Linked DNA regions of Sus scrofa: region 1 is linked to region 2. The links are chromatin contacts, called in public Hi-C maps. All regions are on one chromosome and are shown on one strand. The core of a region is the stretch at or near the end of the contact, and the rest is flanking DNA. Distances in the headings are between cores, read along the strand shown.

What was found. A called contact is a pair of places that touch in the nucleus more often than the background predicts.
Region 1: a Hi-C map of liver shows a contact between it and region 2, with 10 times the contacts expected there. The contact joins two enhancer-like sites. A contact is called at or near these places in 2 of 47 Hi-C or Micro-C datasets (embryonic fibroblasts and liver).

What each region holds. Positions count from the first base shown.
Region 1 is chr1:182,655,271-182,658,386 of Sscrofa11.1, forward strand. No RefSeq gene overlaps it. Among named protein-coding and RNA genes, the nearest start is that of FERMT2, 50 kb to the left of the region's middle. Within about 2 kb of position 1,506, at least 22 of the 83 cell types and tissues checked have an H3K27ac peak or open chromatin away from gene starts, as enhancers often do. A contact at or near this core is called in liver, where this site is marked.
Region 2 is chr1:182,471,701-182,474,874 of Sscrofa11.1, forward strand. No RefSeq gene overlaps it. Among named protein-coding and RNA genes, the nearest start is that of GNPNAT1, 50 kb to the left of the region's middle. Within about 2 kb of position 1,586, at least 6 of the 83 cell types and tissues checked have an H3K27ac peak or open chromatin away from gene starts, as enhancers often do. A contact at or near this core is called in liver, where this site is marked.

The DNA.
Region 1 (3,116 bases), core at 256-2,755, 180 kb after region 2:
GCACAAATTAATACAACGTTGCAAATCAGCCATATGTCAATACAATCAATTTTTTAAAAAAGGCATGGGCATTTTCAATTTTGATAGCTACTGCTGAATTTCCCACCAAGGGGTTGTACCTATTCCTGTTTCCACTAAGAAACATTTGAGAGTATCTCTCCCCTAGACCCTGACCAACAGAGCATTTTATCAAGCTTTTGAACTTGGTCAATTTTTTTTTCTTTTTTTTAGGGCCCACCTGTGGCTTATGGAATTTCCCAGGCTAGGGGTCTAATTGGAGCTGTAGCTGCTGGCCTACACCACAGCCACAGCAATGCTGGTGTCCAAGCCACATCTGTGACCTACACCACAGCTCAGAGCAATGCTGGATCCCCAACCCACTGAGCAAGGCCAGGGATCTAACCCATGTCCTCATGGATACTAGTTGGATTTGCTTCTGTTGTGCCACAAAGGGAACTCCTGAACTTTGTCAATCTTATAGGTGAAAAGTAGTATCTTTTTTTTTTTTTTTTGGTCTTTTTGTCTTTTTAGGGCAGCACCCAAGCATAAGGAGGCTCCCAGGCTAGGGGTCTAACTGGAGGTGCAGCTGTAGGCCTATGCCACAGTCATAGCAATGTGGGATCTACAGTCATAGCAATGTGGGATCTAAGCCACATCTGTGACCTACCCCACAGCTCACGGCAACACCAGATCCTTAACCCACTAAGCAAGGCCAGAGACGGAACCTGCGTCCTCATGGATCATAGTCTGGTTTGTTAACCACTGAGTCACGATGAGAACTCCAATATCTCATATTTTAATTAAAATAATTAATTAATTAATTTTTTGTCTTTTTGTCCTTTTAGGGCTGCACCCACGGCATATGGAGGTTCCCAGGCTAGAGGTCTAATCGGAACTATAGCCACAGGCCTACATCACAGCCACAGCAATGCCAGATCCAAGCCGAGTCTCTGACCTACACCACAGCTCACAGCAACTCCAAATCCTTAACCCACCAAGCAAGGCCAGGGATCGAACTCACAACCTCATGGCTCCTAGTCGGATTCGTTAACCATTGAGCTACAACAGGAACTCTAATATCTCATATTTTTAATTTAGATTCTTCTCACTGAGTGATTGAAGATACTACTACTCCCTTGTTAAAGCTTACTATTCCTTGTCCATACCTTTTGAATAATGTCTTCCTTGTGCTTATAACATTGTAAATATTTTCTTGTTAATTCTTCACAGCATCTTTGGAAATAGGAAGGGAAGAGAGAAGACAAGGGATTAGTCTAAGATTATATTTGCTAGAAAATCTTAACCCAGTTTTTTTCTATTATTTGATATTGCCTCACCAGTAGACTTGAAGAAAATCTAAAAATAAAACAATTTTTTCCATCAACAATTAAATTTTCCTACTGCAAAAACCTAGCAATATGGAAGCACAGTTCTGCAGTGTACTTCTTGTGTGATGATCTGTGGCCAAACACTGTGGAATGCATCCCAAGCACGGAGTAACAATCTCAAAAGAATTTTGAAACCAGGGTTGGCTTGAATGTTGTACAATGACACCCAGGATCTTGGCCTACTTCCCAGATTTTCCCTTTTTGGTTTTCTAGCAAGTTTGGTCATGCCTGGGAATTTGCTGAATATGGTACTTTGATCAGCGACTTCCTGAATGTTACACTGGGATCAATGGCATTTGTCTACCCAAGGGGTTTTGGACCATAATTTTTAGATAAACCACTGTTGTAAATAAGTTCTCTACTGAACAACAGTGTTCTCAGGAAGCCCTGGCACAAGGGTCCAAACAGGAAGGGCAGTATGTGCATTGATTATGGAAGGCAAAGGTCTTGTGAGAGAATGTTCTACTGTGGAGAGCAGTGGCACACTGGCGTTCCAGCTGGAGGATCGTCAAGTTTTAAATGAGTATCTCATGTATTTAAAAAGCTATCTTTAATACCACTCTTGACAAATGATCACTCGCTAAAGGTCAGCCAAGACGTGATAAACAGTTGCTCATCTGCAGTAACCTGGGCACTTCCTACTATCACCCTAGTTCAGTTAACATGGAGAGGAGGGAGTTCCCCTTGTGGCTCAGTGGTTAGTGAACCCAACTAGCATGCATGAGGACGCAGGTTTGATCCCTGGCCTTGCTCAGTGGGTTAAGGATCTGGTGTTGCCCTGAGCTGTGGTGTAGGTCGCAGACATAGCTCGGATCCCTTGTTGCTATGGCTGTGGCATAGGCTGGTGGCTACAGTTCCAATTGGACCCCTAGCCTGGGAACCTCCATGTGCTGAGAGTATGGCCCTAAAAGACAAAACAACTGAAAAAAAAAAAAAGGAGAAAGTGCCTACATTAGTTACTGAATTACTTGGGATACAGGTATGTGTCGACATATATCTGAATATATTTTTGGATTACATTTCCAAAATAAGCACTGTTTTTATCATTTGGTTTTAGTCAGCACTTTTCACCTTCAGTGTCATGTGTAATTAAGGCCTGACTTACGTAAAACATTTTTTAAATGTATAGCAGTAAGACACACATACCTAGGTAATGTCTGAGGCTTTTTGCCACAACGTAAATGAGAACATTCTTTAGCTCCTCCCTCTGCAACAAAAAGACTACTGTGTTCTAAGCCAGAATGTGATGTAGGAATCTGAATAGCGTACAGTGTACTGAATGCTCAGCCTGTTTAGTGACATACCAAAAAGTAGGACAAAGGCTAAAAGCAAAAATGAGGGGCAAATTTTAAGCAATGAAGTTAAAGGCATATGGATGATGAAATGTCTAATTATCAAAACAGAGACCAGGTTGTAAAATCCAGCTAATAAAAGTATAAAGATGAGTTGTGAATGGGATATTTGTTTGATTTAGTGATCTCGCTGGTTTGTGGAGGCTTAAGAGTGTTTCCAAAATTATGAGATGAGACCTCTCTGAACAGAGAATGGTGATGGTGAGATGGTGTCATATGTCACTTTTTATTCCCACTATAATGGCAGCTCCTTACACATAAATATTAACCATTTAGAAAGTAATGAAAGGTGAGGCAAAATGGGCAGCAAAAGTAACTTGTTACAGTAAATCAGGGAAATGGCATTAAAGATTTAGGAAAGCATTTTCAAGTCTAA
Region 2 (3,174 bases), core at 336-2,835:
CCTGTAGGCCATAGTTTGCTCATTCTCTAGGGGATACTTATTAAACTGGAAAAAAACACAGTAGTGTACTAGCATGCCAGCATGATGAAATAAAGCCCTGACTTGCACTCTTTGTCAATTTTGGGAAAGTAAATACTCCCCATGAAGCAGGAGCTGATTTCAAACTACCAACAGTTTAGCAATTGGATTGCAGAATTCCTGAATATTTGACCATTGGCTCTGGTGAGCTGGCGAGAGCCGGTTTTAGCACATCACTAGATCCATACCCCTGGGATTCAAACAGTGTCCTGGGAATAGGTAAAGCCAAGGAAAACATAGGGAGAAAAAGATTTAGCTGAGTTTTTAATTCTTAAAGGGCTTAATACACATAAATAAGCAACATTAGCTGAACGACTTTTTCCACACTCACTAATATTTATGTTGTTTTTATTCGATTGTAAAATGTGGAGAGAACTAAACTCTATGTACATGAAGTGACCACTTTTGCATTATCAGGAAATCTGGTGGCATTAGCACTGACATTAAGTCAAAGTGAAAAGGACTGGAACAAAAAAAATGTGTAGTGAGTTCCCTTTGTGGCCCAGTGGTTAACGAACCCAACTAGGATCCATGAGGACACCATTTGGATCCCTGGCCTTGCTCAGTAGGTTAAGGATCCAGCGTTGCCATCAGTTGTTGTGTAGATTGCAGACGAGGCTTGGATCCCACGTTGCTATGGCTGTGGTGTAGGCCACAGCTATAGCTCTGATTCGATCCCTAGCCTGGGAACTTCCATGTGCCAAGGATGCAGCCCTAAAAAAAAAGGCAAAAAAAAAAAAAAAAAAAAAAAAAGTAGAATGTATATATGATATATGCACCTATATATTATGTATATATGAAAATTACATGTATAATATTTTATCTATATTATTTTCATATCCTTTTCTGTTCAGAACTTGTTACTTTTTTCAAGGTGTAGTGGTTTTTTAATATCATCAATTATAAATGTTATATTTTAAAATATTTTTTTTGTTTGTTTTTTGCTTTTTAGGGCCACACCCACAGCATATGGAAGTTCCCAGGCTAGGGGTCTAATCAGAGCTACAGCTACCAGCCAACGCCTCAACAATGTGGGATCCGAGCCACATTTGCGAACTATACCACAGCTCATGGCAACGTCGGATCCTTAACCCACTGAACAAGGCCAGGGATCGAAGCTGCATCCTCGTGGATACTAGTAGGATTCGTTTCCAATGCACCACAATGGGAACTCCCTACGCTGTTGAATTGTTTGCATTTTGTTGTCTTTTTTCAAAGAATTTTGAAGTTTATTTTGTCGCACAGGCTAATCATTAGGTTAGTTGCAAATCAACCTGATATTCTTGAGGATGATTTTAAGCTTCGTTGGAGTGTGTGTAGAATACCCTTTGTTCTAGGGCTAGTTTAGCTTTATTGCTAAGCCTCGACCCCTCCAGAGTTTCTCTTGATTGCCCAATGAGGTCTCTATTCTGTCAGGCTAGAATTTGCATCTCCTAACCCTCTGTGTGCTGAGAATTGTTCAGTTTACAGGCTCTGATCCTAGTACTTTGCTCAGGCTCGTGGAGTTTCATTCTGTGAATGTGCAGCTTGGTGTTCAGCCAAAGACTCAGAAGAGTCTTATGCAGATTTTGGAAGCTCTTTCTTTGCATAGCTTCCTGCTCTCTGGTACTTTGTCCTGCAAATTCGAGCTCTCTTCCCTCCCACAAATCCAAGCTTTATCTTCTCTCTCTTTTTCTTTCTCTTTTTATGGCTGCACCCTCAGATTATGGAAGTTCCCAGGCTCAGGGTCAAATCAGAGCTTCAGCTGCCAGCCTAAACTATAGCCACAGCCACACTAATGCAGGATCTGACCTATGTTGCAACTTGCAACAATGCTGGATCCTTTAACCCAACGATCGAGGCCAGGGATTAAACCTGCATCGTCGTGGACACTATGTCAGGTTCTTAACCCGCTGAACCACAACAGGAACTCCTTTATATTTTCAATTAGGAAGACCACTGTGCTTTGTCTGAATTTTTCTTTGCTGTGCTATAGTTTCAAAATGACCACCAGGTAAGGATGCTGATGCGTTTTGTTTTCTTTTTTTTTTTTTTGTCTTTTGTCTTTTGTTGTTGCTGTTGCTATTTCTTGGGCCGCTTCCGCGGCATATGGAGGTTCCCAGGCTAGGGGTCTAATCGGAGCTGTAGCTGCCAGCCTACGCCAGAGCCACAGCAACGCGGGATCCGAGCCGCGTCTGTGACCTACACCACAGCTCACGGCAACGCCAGATCCTTAACCCGCTGAGCAAGGGCAGGGACCGAACCCGCAACCTCATGGTTCCTAGTCGGATTCGTTAACCACTGCGCCACGATGGGAACTCCGCGTTTTGTTTTCTTTCTCTCAGATACCGGAGTCTGGCCCGGTCATCCACAAACAATTGTCTCATATCTTTTGTTCAGGTTTCTAGTTGTCTACAGCGGAAGAACAAATTCTGTGCCACTTACTTTTTTATAATCAGTAGTAGAGCTCAATGTCTTTATGATGCTGATTCTTCCAATCCCTGTATATTTATTTAGGTCTTTGATTTTTTTTTCAGTATTATGATTTCTTTGTTATTATTATTATAGTTCACTTAAAATGTTGTGCCAAATTCTGCTATACAGCAAAGTATAATATATACTTGTTTTTTTAATATTATTTTTCATCATGGTCTATCTCAGGAAATTGGATATGGTTCCCTCTCCTGTACAGCAGGACCTCATTGCTTATGCATTTTATTTTATTTTATTTTATTTTATTTTTTTGTCTTTTTGTCTTTTGTTGTTGTTGTTGTTGCTATCTCCTGGGCCGCTCCCGCGGCCTATGGAGCCTCCCAGGCCAGGGGTTGATCGGAGCTGCAGCCACCGGCCTACGCCAGAGCCACAGCAACGCGGGATCCGAGCAGTGTCTGCAACCTATACCACAGCTCACGGCAACGCCGGATCGTCAACCCACTGAGCAAGGGCAGGGACCGAACCCGCAACCTCATGGTTCCTAGTCAGATTCGTTAACCACTGCGCCACGACAGGAACTCCTGCTTATGCATTTTAAATGTAATAGTTTGCATCTACTAACCCCAAACTCCCTGTCCATCCTACTCTTCTTTTACGTTTTAAATACACTTTAAAAATTTTCTC